Regions from separate parts of the Mus musculus genome. Here region 1 is linked to region 2. The links are chromatin contacts, called in public HiChIP or PLAC-seq maps. All regions are on one chromosome and are shown on one strand. Each heading gives the region's core, a stretch centred on a gene start, on an enhancer-like site or on the middle of the called end of the contact. The rest is flanking DNA. Distances are from core to core; before and after follow the strand shown.

Evidence for each region. HiChIP or PLAC-seq counts read pairs in DNA pulled down with a chosen protein or histone mark.
Region 1: a contact with region 2 is called in an H3K4me3 HiChIP or PLAC-seq map of neural progenitor cells, with 6 times the contacts expected there. The contact joins the enhancer-like site here to the promoter of Zfp958 in region 2. A contact is called at or near these places in 1 of 15 datasets of contacts at CTCF or cohesin (stem cell-derived epiblast-like cells), 1 of 484 Hi-C or Micro-C datasets (nephron progenitors), 17 of 115 datasets of contacts at active chromatin or transcription factors (SST interneurons, craniofacial prominence, embryonic limb bud and 7 more) and 3 of 9 other capture datasets (adipose tissue, liver and pancreatic islet).

The regions. Positions count from the first base shown.
Region 1 is chr8:4,412,617-4,418,866 of GRCm38.p6, reverse strand. No RefSeq gene overlaps it. Among named protein-coding and RNA genes, the nearest start is that of Ccl25, 66 kb to the right of the region's middle. Within about 2 kb of position 4,931, at least 34 of the 459 cell types and tissues checked have an H3K27ac peak or open chromatin away from gene starts, as enhancers often do. A contact at or near this core is called in neural progenitor cells and stem cell-derived neural progenitor cells, where this site is marked.
Region 2 is chr8:4,609,917-4,616,735 of GRCm38.p6, reverse strand. Zfp958 (zinc finger protein 958) reads right to left here and starts at 3,566. Exons shown (of 4, transcript NM_145591.5): 1 at 3,458-3,566. The coding sequence starts at 3,460.

The sequences.
Region 1 (6,250 bases), core at 3,682-6,181, 200 kb after region 2:
AGGTGCTAGGTTCAGTTCACAGTACCACAAAAACAAAGCAAAGTAAGTCCTTACAAACGAGTACAGAAATGAAAGTGTTTACTGCAGCATGTTGACCTTCCTTTCCTTTTTAATGGTAGTGAAAATAAAACCTGTGAATGAAGTGTAAGTTGATTAGTGATGAAGTCATTTGCGTAAGTTTTGGTTCATCCACATCACATGGAAAATTATCAAGCAATTTTTAAGTGAACTTGAACTAAGTAAGTGGTCTGAGAAATTTCTTTAAGTGCCTTGATAAATACTTATATCCAGAGTTGGGGAGATAGCTTAGTGAATAAGAGTGATTGTTGTGCAAGTACGAGGACCTGAGTTCAAATCCCCCCAGCACTTACATAAAGAGCCAGGCTATGGCTGTGTGAGACTTTATAGTACTATAGAAGATTGCTGGGACTTGCTGGCTACCAGTCTAGCTCCAGGCTTAGTGAGAAAACCTGACTCAAGAGGATAAGGTGGAGAGTGATAGAGTAGTACACCCAGCTTCTTCCATTACCCTCTGTGCAGATGCACAGGCACACATAACTCCCCCATGCTCACACACACACACAGAGAGAGAGAGAGAGAGAGACAGAGAGAGAGAGAGAGACAGAGAGAGAGATTGTGAGATGGCAGTAGTTTGCTGCCAAACCTAGCAGTTTGAGATTGACATGTGCACTGTGTCACAAACATAACATCACAACACACACACACACAGAGTGGGAAGCAGAAACAGAGATAGACAGACTGTAAGGTAACTTTAAAATTTTTACTAGAATGCCATAGATTGATAATAATGTGAAGAGTAGCATTATGAAAATAAATAACAGAAAAAGAAAGCTGGAAATGGTGCCCCATGCCTGTCATGGAGCACTCCAAGAGGTGGTATCAAGAAGTCATTCTAGGCTATACAATGAGTTCAAGGGCAGCGGGAGCTAGCCGAGACCCTGTCTTGGAAAAAAAGACAAAATACCATTCTTCCCATAAATACTAACTCCTAAGCTAGGTGTAATTGTTCTACACCTTAAACCCAGGATGTGTGAGCTTGAGACAAGAGGGCTGACAAGAGGTGGAGCCAGCCTGGGCTATAGCTTAAGACTCTCTATTGATTTCTAAGAATCTCAAAAGCAAAACCAAAAAAAAATTTTACAAAAATCATATAATGTTTTCAAGTATTGATGTCAATAGAAAAAAGACATCTGGCTCCTCTATGCAATCATGGCCCTTTCTACACATTTGGTTTTGGTTTTGGGGTTATTATTATTATTATTATAGATTTATTTTTAAAGATTTACAAGCCCTGCCCCCTGCAACCCTCCATGCCTGCGGCAGTCAGGAGAGTTCAACCTGAGGAGAGCAGGAAAGCCAATCCTGCCCCTCACTGGCTACAGTAATAAAAAAAGGCCCTGCACCTCCCCTGGGCAGCACATTAGAGCTGAGGGGAGTTGGAGGGGCGTAGTTGGCCCTGCCCCTCATCTACCATGGGGTGGCTTTGGTAAGGGAGAGATGTCCCTCTACTGCCCACTCCTCACCACCTCTGGCAGGCTAGTGAGCTGGCACAGAGGTCATGAGAGTGGTAGAGCTGACCCTCCCCTGACTGGATGCAGAATTGGGTGATCTAGCTGGGACAGTGCTGGAGAGCTCGCCCTGGCAGTGTAGGTACAAGAGAACTGGTGGGCTGACCAACTCAGCTATCTCCCAGACCCAGATCCAGGGCGTTAAGTTAGCCCACCCCAACATCTATCTTATCTATGATCTGCTGGAGCTCTTGAAAGAGTCAGTCCTGCAGATCCTAAACTTTTTGGTCTCCATGACACAGAGCAACAACAATATATTTGCGAGGAGTCACAGTAAGGATATAGTATAGATAGTGTAGATAGTATAGATAGTATAGATAGTGTAGCAGAAAACAGAGGCCTCAAAACAGACCAATGACTCATTGCGACAAACATTTGCAAGAAAAGATGTGTAGACAAAAGGGTATACTGTGGGACACAATGTGACATACTACAGCTTTCACAAGATTTTTTTCTATCTTATTTTCTTTTGCAGGAGGAGATTGCAAGGGCAGAGGGAAGATATGAAGGGAAGAGAAGATTTGTAGAATTGGGGCTCATGATGTGAAATTCACAAAGAGTCAAAAAAAGGTTTTTTAAAGATTTATATCTTTATTTATTTTATGTAAATGAGTGCTTTATCTGCATATAGAGCCTGCAAACCATAAGAGGGCATTGGATTCCATTAGAACTGATTCTGAGCCACCATCTCATGGCTGCTGGGAATTGACTCAATACCTCTGGAAGAGCAACCAGTGCTCTTAAGAGCTGAACTATCTCTCCAGGCACATTTTTAAAATAACTTTTTGTTTGTTTGTATTTTTGAGACAAAGTTTCTCTGTGTTGCCCTGGCTGTCCTAGAACTCATTCTGTGCATCAGGCTGGCCTTGAACTCAGAGATCTGCCTGCATCTGCCTCTCAAGTGCTGCAATTAAAGGCATGTGCCACCAGAACCCAGGAAAGGTTTACTGGTTTATTTGTATGTGTATGTGTATTTTGCCTGCATGTATATCTGTGTTCCACATGTACACACACCAGAAGAAAGTGTTGGATTGTAGTTACAGATGGTTTGTGAGCCACCGTGTGTTAGAAGTCAAACTCAGGACCTTTGTAAGAACAACAATGGCACTTAACCACTGTGGTGGTTTGAATATGTTTGGCCCATGGAAAATGGCACTATTAGAATGTATAGCCCTATTAGAGGAGGTGGGTAGAGCCTTGTTAGATGAAGTATGTCACTTTGTAGCAGGCTTTGAGGCTGCTATGCTCAAGTTCTGTAGAATGTGACCCTCCTCCTGGCTGCCTGTAGAAGACAGTCTCTTCCTGGATACATTTGGATCAAGAATTTGGATCAAGATGTAGATCTCTCGGCTCTTTGAGCACCATGTCTGCCTGCATGCTGCCATGGTTCCCACCATGATGATAATGGACTAAACATCTGAAATTGTAAGCCAGCCCCAGTTAAATGTTGTCCTTCATAAAATTTGCTTTGGTCATGATGTCTCTTCATAGCGATAAAACCCAAACTAAGATACTAAGATAACTACTGAACCATCTCTTTAGCCCGCATAGATTTATATACATATATGTGTGTGTGTGTGTGTGTGTATTTTATATATATATATATATATATATATATATATATATATATATATATATATAAAACAGATAATTATGAGCTGCCTTGTGAGTGCTGGAAGTTGAACCCTAGTTCTCTGCAAAAGCAGGAGTGCTCTCAAGCACCAGGCCAACTTTCCAGTCCCTCATAAGCATGCTTTAGACATCCTTTGGGATTTATTTTTGTCATTTTCGATTTGTGTGGAAAGACTCATGCACACACAGATGCAAGTAGGCCAGAAAAAAGAGATAGAATCACAGGTTATCATGAGCTCCTTAAAGTGGGTGCTTAGAACCAAACTCAGAACTAGGGCAAAAGCAGCCGCTGCTCTTAACGCCAGAGCATCTCTCCAGCTCCTAGATACCACGTTAGGAAGGAAGGAAGGAAGGAAGGAAGGACGGACGGACGGACGGACAAGCTGACAACTTAAACTTTTTAAACGTATATTTGGGTGGTATGCTCACACTATAGCATCTGTGTGAAGGTCAGAAGACAACTTGAAGGAATCAGTTCTCCCTTCCACTATGTGAGTCTCAGGCAGGTCATCAGGCTATATGTAAGTGTATTTACCTGCCAAGAGATCTCACACAGCCTAAAATGATATTTTGGTTTCTTATCCCAATGTATACAAATATCATCATTTTCATTTCCAGTTGATTTGTGTATTCATATGTGTGTGCACCTGTGTGTGAATACTGGGGAAGGAGGGACCAGAAACATGCGTTAGGTGTCTTTCTCAATTGTTCATGCTATGTTTTTGGAAAGATCTCTCATTGACCTGGAGCTCCTTGAGTTTTCTAGGCTGGCTGGTTGGCAAGACCCAAGGATTTGCTCCTCTGTATTTCCCTATTGCTGCTCCACAATAGGAAGTCCATGCCTAGGACTTCAGAGCTGGTCAAAATCCCAGAACTTCAGAGGTCATAAGCCCTAGGAGGGGGCCTGCTGCTGCTCTTTTACAAAATGGGTGTGTTGTCAAATTGCCTTCTAAATGTTTCTGTGTATGCATATATATTAGTCCTGCTCTTAGCCTCTTTCTGCAGCAGGCACCAGGTAATGCAGAGACCCCTGACTGATCAAGGTTGAGAATAAATGACTTTTGAATGCTTAACCCTGAATGAGACATCTATATCAATCTCACTGAGACTCAGGGAACATTGCAGAAGTGGTATCAGAAACAATGGAAGAACTGGAGGATGTGGAGGGCCACTGTGAAATGCTGTCTTCTGGATGTGGTGTGGTCATTGCACTCATGAACTCACCACAGGTATTGTTATGTTTTATAAAAAAGAAAAGGAAGAAAAAACCAGGAATATGTACAGTAAGGTGGAAAGGGGTGTCTTTGTGGGCCCATACTGAGGCATCCCTTTCCCCTGAGGGACCAGTCACTTGAACTATAGTATGGAAAAGAGCTTATTTAGGGCATGGGGAGGGGAGGGGAGGGAGTAGAGACAGAGAAAGGCAGAGAGAAGTGGGAGAGAAAGAGGGAGAAAGAGGGGGAGGAAGAGAGGAGGGGAGAGAGAGAGAGAGAGAGAGAGAGAGAGAGAGAGAGAGAGAGAGAGGCCAGCCAGCCATGGGGGGGGGGAGTTATGGGAAGAGAAGGGACAGAGAGAGTAAGAGAGTGAGGAGGAGGAGGAGGCGGCAAACAGCCCCTTTTATAGTGAGTCAGGCATACTTAGCTGTTGCCAGGTAACTATGGGGCAGAGCCTAGAAGGAATGCAAACGCGTATGGTTACTTGCACAAGACCTGTACAGGCTCAAGCCAAGATCAGCCGACATTCCCACAGGCAGCTAATTATACTCAGTGGATTATTTCTAAAAGAAAGGAGAAAAAAAAAGGAGGTGGAGAGTGTGAGGAAGGGGCATGTTGGAGTGTGTCTGAGGACTTTAGACAGATGCATTATATGTGTGTGTGAAATTGCCAGAGAATAAATAAAAGATTGTTTAAAGGGGAAAGGAAGAGAGAGAGAAGGAGAGAGGGAGAGAGAGGCAAGAGCCAGTGAAATAGCTTAGCAGGTAAACCAGCTGCCAACGCAGAGAACCTGTGTTCAATCACCAGGAACAAACAACAAACATGGTAAACAACAGAACCAATCCCTACAAGTTGCCCTCTGACCTCCATATGAGTACATGATGATATGTGGGTGTGCATGCATGCGCACGTGCGCATGCAAGAGCGCGCACACACACACACAGTCACACACAAACACACACACACATATGAATAAATACATGTAAATTTAAGTTGGGGGGCAGTGAGGCACATAATCTAGGCCAAGACTTGGAGTGCCCTCTATTGACAGACTCTCTGAATTGCAGTACTTGACACCTTGCCACCTGTGTCTTCCAACTTTGATCTGATCCTCCTGACTTCAGAATATGACCACACTCCCAGCTTTCCTGGCCCATCTCTGTCTGTCCCATTCCATTCTCCTCCAGCCACTGTCACTCATTTCTCCCATCCGTATCAGACTTGCTCAGATTCATTCATTCACTCAGTCTGACTCAGTGCGTGCTACTGAGTACTGAGGTTGTCTGAGAGTCATTTTGTCATGCTGGGACTTCTGAGTTTTTCAGTTTGCATTTAATCGATTCTGTACTTGGGCCTTAGTTTTTTACAACTGACCTTGAGCTGTGCACTTTACATATAGGGACTTGCAACAATGAATGTGAAACACTTGGCACACATGGTAGATGTTGCATATATGTTTACCTAACTAGTAAACTCCAGATTTGGGGCAGGGTAGGACGCTGACAAGCAGATTCTCAGTGAGCACGAATGACCACAGGAAGAGAGGCTGAGCAGGCACATATGACATCACTTACGTAGGTGCAAGGTCTTCTGTCTTCCAGGAAAGCTAACTCACACCCAGCCTGTTGGTCCTTCCTAGTCTGCAGAAAACAACCCTGTGGTCACACCCAACATAAAGTCCTGAGCCGCTCCCCAGTGTTTTAACACAGCCTGGGAAATATCCATTCCAGAGCCCTTCTTCACGTTCTCACAGAGGGCTTGGAATGTGTAAAACCCAATAGAGGTGGGTAGAATGTTGAGGTAGCCTTGCTTGTC
Region 2 (6,819 bases), core at 2,317-4,816:
TAATGACTAAAATAACCAATAAAAAGATGAAAAAAAGAGAAATACTCCCTGGTAGAGGGAGTGAAATCAATAAGATACTATTTAACCTTGCCCCTGTGTGCAATGTTAGCTGCTGAGATCTACAACTTGACACACAAAGCTATGCACAATAGCCTGTGTCTCAAATTTTTGTGCTTGCTTAACTGTGTCAATGTGGATTTTACCTATCTGCATAGGATAGTCCCCTTAATTGAAAATTCAATATTCACTGGCTCAAGCTAACCTACCCAAATTTTACAACCACCAATCTGATCTGCTTTCATTCACATGCATGAATTAACACATGATAGGAAATTACAAAACCACTCACCCTGCCTAACTAAGGTTCTTCTTCAGAATGGTGCACTGACTCCCTTCCGCAGCAGTCTGCGATCTAGTTACTGCCTCCCCTGCTTCCCCTGCAGTGTACAGCAAACTGTTCCTCCTATTCTGGTCTGAAGACAAAAGCCATGCTCCACATGCAAACCCTTTTCCTGTTAGTGCAATGGTCATGACTCAAATGAGTGATTTTTTAAAACTCTGTTGTAACATAGCCATTTATCCTTAGAATTTAGGAAACTGAATCAAGCAAGGTCATTGCCCTGCGGATCAACTGACTAGGATCAAGGTGACCTGAGTCAACATAGCTTGACTCAGAAACATTTCTCGTTTACAAAAGACTGAAGATGCACCTGTCCTAGAACCTCTTCCCAGGGAAAAATCATCCCATACACAATTAAAGGATAATGAAAATCCCTTTCAAAATTGCATGCATTCAGCTCTGGCTAAGAGTAAAAGAGGAGCCATCCTAGAACAGATTCTGTATTCTACATACGCTATCACCCTTACGCCTCTTTAGGTTCAGGCCCCAGGTTATGTTTTGAACAATTTAAATATGAACTGGAGACTGCCAAGTCTAGCCACTTAGACAGACAGGAGATATACACAGTAAAAATATTCCCAGAATTATCCCTTAAGTACACCAGTGTCCTCAAACTACAGTGACAGGTCCTCAAAACTAAGTGACAGGGTGCCAAGTAGAAGGTTCCAGATAAAAAAGATAAGAAAAGTAGAAGATAGAAAATATAAAAGCTGGGGTGAGGAGGCCTTACACAAGCTGTTTTATACCAAGTAAGCTTCTTAGTAAGAACAGTATTTTCTATACTACTTCCAGGGGAAATGGGAGACTTCTTTGAAGTCAGCAGAAAATATCATACAAAGGACAAACTTAGGAGGAGTTTAATAAACAGGGCTGGACAGGGGAACACAAGGTCTTTCAAGAACAATATTGACCAAACCCACAGTAGCCATGGGACTGAGAGCCACAGCCCACTGTGGTGGGAAGAGCTGAAGCAACCTCTCCTGAAAGGCCCTGGCTCTAGACCACTACCAGCTCTCCCAAATATAGTCATGGCTTTAGAGAGTGTCTTACTTAGGGTTTTATTGCTGTGAACAGACACCATGACCAAGGCAATTCCTGTAAGAACAACACTTAATTGAGGCTGGCTTACAGACTCAGAGGTTCAGTCCATTATCAAGGCAGGAGCATAGCAGCATCCAGTCAGGCATGGTGCAGGAGGAGCTGCGAGTTCTACATCTTCATCTGAAGCTTGCTAGCAGAATACTGGCTTCCAGGCCGCTAGGATGGGGGTCTTAACCCCCAAACCCAGTGATACACCTACTCCAACAAGGCCACACCTACTCCAGGAGGACACCACCTTCTAAAAGTGCCACTCCCTGGGCTAAGCACAGTCAAACCATTACAGAGAAGGAGCTCTATTTTATTCTCAATAAATCAGGGCCTTAAGGAAAGCTGCCAAGTCCTAGGCCTCAGACTGTTACTAGCTCTGAATGCATGTTCCTGGGCCTGAGAAAAAGCTATGTCATTCTCCATACATGAGGGCTTCATGGAAAGCCTTGCTTTATCAGGACAGCCCTCAACACAACCAAGCCCTTTCCTTTCAAAGAGTTATCACCTAGCGTACTCTTGCCCATATGGCAGAACAAGAAGAAAATATACCTGTAGAGTACATCAGGTCTTTTTTTTTAATACAGTATTTCTTTCTTTCTTTTTTAAAGATTTACTTATTTGTTATTTATATGAGTACACTGTAGCTGTCTTCATGCATACCAGAAGAGGGCATCAGATCCCATTACAGATGGTTGTGAGTCACCATGTGGTTGCTGGGATTTGAACTCAGGACCTCTGGAAGAGCAGTCAGTGCTCTTAACCAGTTGGTTATGACCCTGTAATGCCCCCTGAGAGCAGCTTGATAGAGGCCTGTTTTTAGACCTAGTGGCTGGTTGTAAATCAGGGGAGTGTCCTTTGTTATGGTTTGGAACCATATTTCAGGACAATCCTAGTCAACAAACATGTGTATCCTAGCATCTTAATCTCTAACAGGTCTGGTTAGCATACTACTTCTCTGTAGGAAGTCTTAGCTTGATAGCCGGGCGGTGGTGGCTCACGCCTTTAATACCAGCACTTAGGAGGTAGAGGCAGGCAGATTTCTGAGTTCGAGGCCAGCCTGGTCTACAAAGTGAGTTCCAGGACAGCCAGAGCTACACAGAGAAACCCTGTCTCGAAAAAGCAAAGAAAAAAAAATTATTTGATATCACTTACTCTTTCTAAGCACTGGTAACTACTTCACATCATCTTCTACATTACAGCTAGATATTGGAGTGCTGCTACACAGCACTTGAGATACCTTGTACAACCTCCACAAGATTAACTCCAAATGGATCTTACACCTAAATGTTAAATGCTAAGAACTTGTAGAAGACACTAGAGAAACTAGGGCTATCCAAGTTTGTCTTCCTGCCAAGGATGTTTCTACACAGAAGACCCTGCTTCAAATGCACTGATCCAGCCTCCAAAGTGAAGTAATTCTGAGGCCACCACGAGGTCCAGGGAGTGACTAGAGACCAGAGGGGGTGCAACAGGCTGCCGCTTCCCACTCAGCCCCAGGAAGGACCTACCACTCCAGCTCCCAGCTGCTCAGTCGCCTGCTTCTCCCCTTTGCAGACTATGACCTTGCGCTCACAATATCAAGATTTTGGATCTTGTCTGATTTCCCCTCACAGCATCCAGCAGCAGCACACAGAGCACAGCACACCAGATCAGTCAAACCTGCTCAGCTACAGAACGGAACCTGCAGCAGGGCACCCCGGGGGAGCTGGGGGGGGGGGGGAGACCCTCCTCCTCTTCTGACTGGCAGGTGTGCCTGCAGGCCCTGATTGACCAACAAGTCTTGAACATCTTGAGTACCTCCGTTAGGGTTGGAGCGTGCTGAAGTGTCCAGGGCCAGACCATTTCCAGATATACAAAGATCCGCATTTCCAAAGTCCTTGTGCCTTCCCACCCAGCCTCTGGGGAGGACCCACCACTCTCACTCCGGCTGCTCTTCCCCTTGCCGTGGGGAAGTGACCCTGCTCTCACCATGCCGTGACTGCAGAGCTTGCCTGAGCTCTCCTAGCCGCACCAAACAGCAGTACACAGAGCACGTCACACGGAACCGTTCGAGCTTCTCAGCGGCGGAGCTGGACTTGCAGTATGGCACCCGGAAGAACCCGCCTCTTCTGACTGAGAGGCCTTCCTGGAGAACCTGATTGGCCAATGAGTCTTGAGTGACAGGAACACATCCCTTTGGGTTAGAGTGTGTTAAAGAGACAGAGCATAGTGGTTCCTGGGCCAGGCTTCCACGCCGAGGACCGACCTTTCCCAGATATGCAGAGATTCGCATTTCAATAGCACTTTTTCTTGTCCTCCAATAGCTACCACAGCCAGCCCTTAGGGAGGCCCTGCCACGGACCACCCCAGTCGGGTATGAGGGTTCCTGGGAAGAGGATCCTCGAAGGCTAGGTGGGTAAGGATTTGGCGGTGACAAAACAAACACAGAGGCAGTTTGAATCTGAATATATTTTGCAGTCCTCATGCAAGGGTTTTTATGCATAAAGAAACAAATATTACAACTCTGAGCAGATGTGTTCAGTGAAGCAGTCAGATAGAACATATATCATCATAGTCATTTGGCACAATAAAATACAGAATCATCCAAGAATTACAACTTCTCAAAAAGTGTGTTCATTGACGCAATCACGGATAGAACAGGTAATGAAAGAACTCAGTGGGGAAACCCCCACTCAGCTCCCGATTCGGCGTGCACCCAAGAATCGCGAATAGAACACAACACCTTGATGTAACAACAAGAGGTTTTTTAATGGCGGAGCTCCGGGTCGAAACGTATCTCACACAACAGGAGACAGTGGATTCGACCACGAGGCTTGGAAGCTAGGGGTTTTTATAGAAAAGGAGTGGGGCTGGGGGAGGAATTGGCGCGGTTTCACATGATTGGTCCATTTAAACATCAGCAGCCTGTAACATTTAACTTAGGTCAGAGGGGTGGGAGCTAGGGAGGCGATGGGCTTGCCCGGGCATGTCCTGGTCTGTTCTGCTGTGTTCTCAGCCCCAGGTTTCAAAGCTCACAAACAACTCTTTGGGCTATTTAACATACATTACATGAATTACAGTTTTATTTCCTTTCAGTAACATCATTGTTATTTGGCACAATAAAAATCATCTAAGGCTAGTGGCAAATTTCCAAGAAGAAATTAATACATTTTTAAGGTCAGTTATTGTTTAACATTTAGTACCTGATTTTTTGTAAATCTTCAAAGCATAAATTTAAACTATTTTAATTCTTTTTATTTAAAGGCTTCCTTAAACAATTTACCAAAGCCTACTTCCGATGATGTAAGACCCCGAGCAGTGACAGTAGGGGGCTTTTAACAGCTAGCTGAGGAATTGGGAGGAGTTTGGAGGAGAGTTGAGAGGAGTTGGGAGGAGATAGGAAGAGTTGGGAGGAGTTGGGAAGAGTTGGGAAGAGTTGGGAGGAGAGTTGGCTACAACTCTTTAGCCTCCTCTCTGGTGTCTATCTCCATGTCCTTGTAGGTCTTCCTACAATTATCGCATCTCTGGCTGTAAGGCACAGAAACAAAAAGGCTTTTGGCTGGCTATAGAGAACAAAGAGCTTCTTTCTGGCTGTATTTTTAGAGATCAGGGAAAACAAGCTTGGGGAACGTCCAGGGGCTTTACCTTCTAGGGAGAAACTCTCTAAGTCGGGTCTCACATTGACACTCATGCAGCCCTATAGTTTTATTGTTAGGAAAGTTTTTATTTATCAATACTATCTTGTAAGTGATTTATAAAGTGAAACACTGGTTTTCCTGGAGATATAAGGTCATGGCTAGTGACCCCCATCTTAAGGAATGGTTTCTTACCTGTTATTCTCGCTTAAGATCATAACTTAGGCTGTCAGGAACATCTCGTAAATAAGAAAAAGAATAAAAAAAGACAAAACAGATAAATTGCCATGAGAACTACGGCTCAATATTTGTTCTGGCCAAGAGTTCCACAACCTGTTCTAGGAGGGCTCCTTTTTTTGAAGTTTTTACTTCTGTCTGTGGAACTTGTCACACAGATTCTATTGTGGTTGGTGTGGAACAGTGGCACTTTTTCTTGTCTTTCAATAGCTACCACAACCAGCCCTAGGGAGGCCCTACCACTCCATCTCCTTGCTGCTCAGCTGCCTGCTCCTCCTCTTTATGGGCCTTGACCCTGCTCTCACCTCCACTGTGACTTCAGAGCTTGCCTGGGCTCCCCTCACAGCACTCAATAGACACAGCCCTTTTTTTCCTCCTGGAATCAAGGTGTATAGCTTGCTTAGCCTATTACTCAACTCACAGTGGAGTTATCAGTCTGTCCCACAATTGGAAGGGTGCTCAGAATATTAAGCATTAATGAGAGATTTTAGGGAACAAGATTTTGGTTTTGTAGCTTCATGCTAGGTTCAGCTACTTTAACCTGTGGGGAATAAGACAAAACTTGAAGAAAAACAGGAAACAGATGACAAACACTGTGGAGCACTACTGTGAGTGAGCATATCTTCCTCAGTGGGAAGGTGAAAAACAAAAACAAAAACAAAACCCCACAGCTGTCTTAGTCTAGGATGTCCAGATGAACAAAATCGATAGATTGAGTCTACATATGTAGAAGTATTTGTATACCCACAGAAAGTTGAAGAATACACTAGTGGTTCAGTCCATGTGGCTGAATGTGTCAGTGGTCTTCAATAGGTAACATAATCCTCAAGAAGCAGGCTCTAATGCCATTAAAAAATGAACTTGCTATCCAGAGGTAGGGAAAGCGAAAGAGAAAGAACTAACATCTTCAATGTTCTTCATATATGTAGGCTGCCACCAGAAGCTTTGGCCTAGGTTAAAACTGGATCGTGTCACCTCAAAAGAATCAGATTAAAGAAGGGTTTTCCCCAAATCCCCTCAGTACCCAACTCTTTGGGTTTTAGTTAACTCCAGATGTAGTCATGTAGACTAAGAATAATAGCCATCACAACAGCCAAGACAGAGGAACTGAGATAATTTCCACTCTGCCTCCTTCCCATGGTAGTCCAGGAAAGCATGAGAGTCATTCCAAAGCAGTGATTTTATTCAACAAAGGAAATGTTGCCATTTACTTAGGAAGTCTGGATATGATATGTTTGCCTAGTCGTAAGCATGTTAAGTTAAATCCTTTTCTGAATGTGGTCAGAGTGTAATAGCAGAGATATTTGAGAACATTCTTAGCTCGAAGTCATGCAGAAGGATGTGAATTATGAAAATGATGGACAGAAACGCCTCTGGAATGTTCATCCTATGCCATAAGGTCTTAGCTAAACACAAGTAAGCGACACTGTGACAGTGGATTGCTCAGGAGCCAATGCTACCTATCGATTATGATATGTG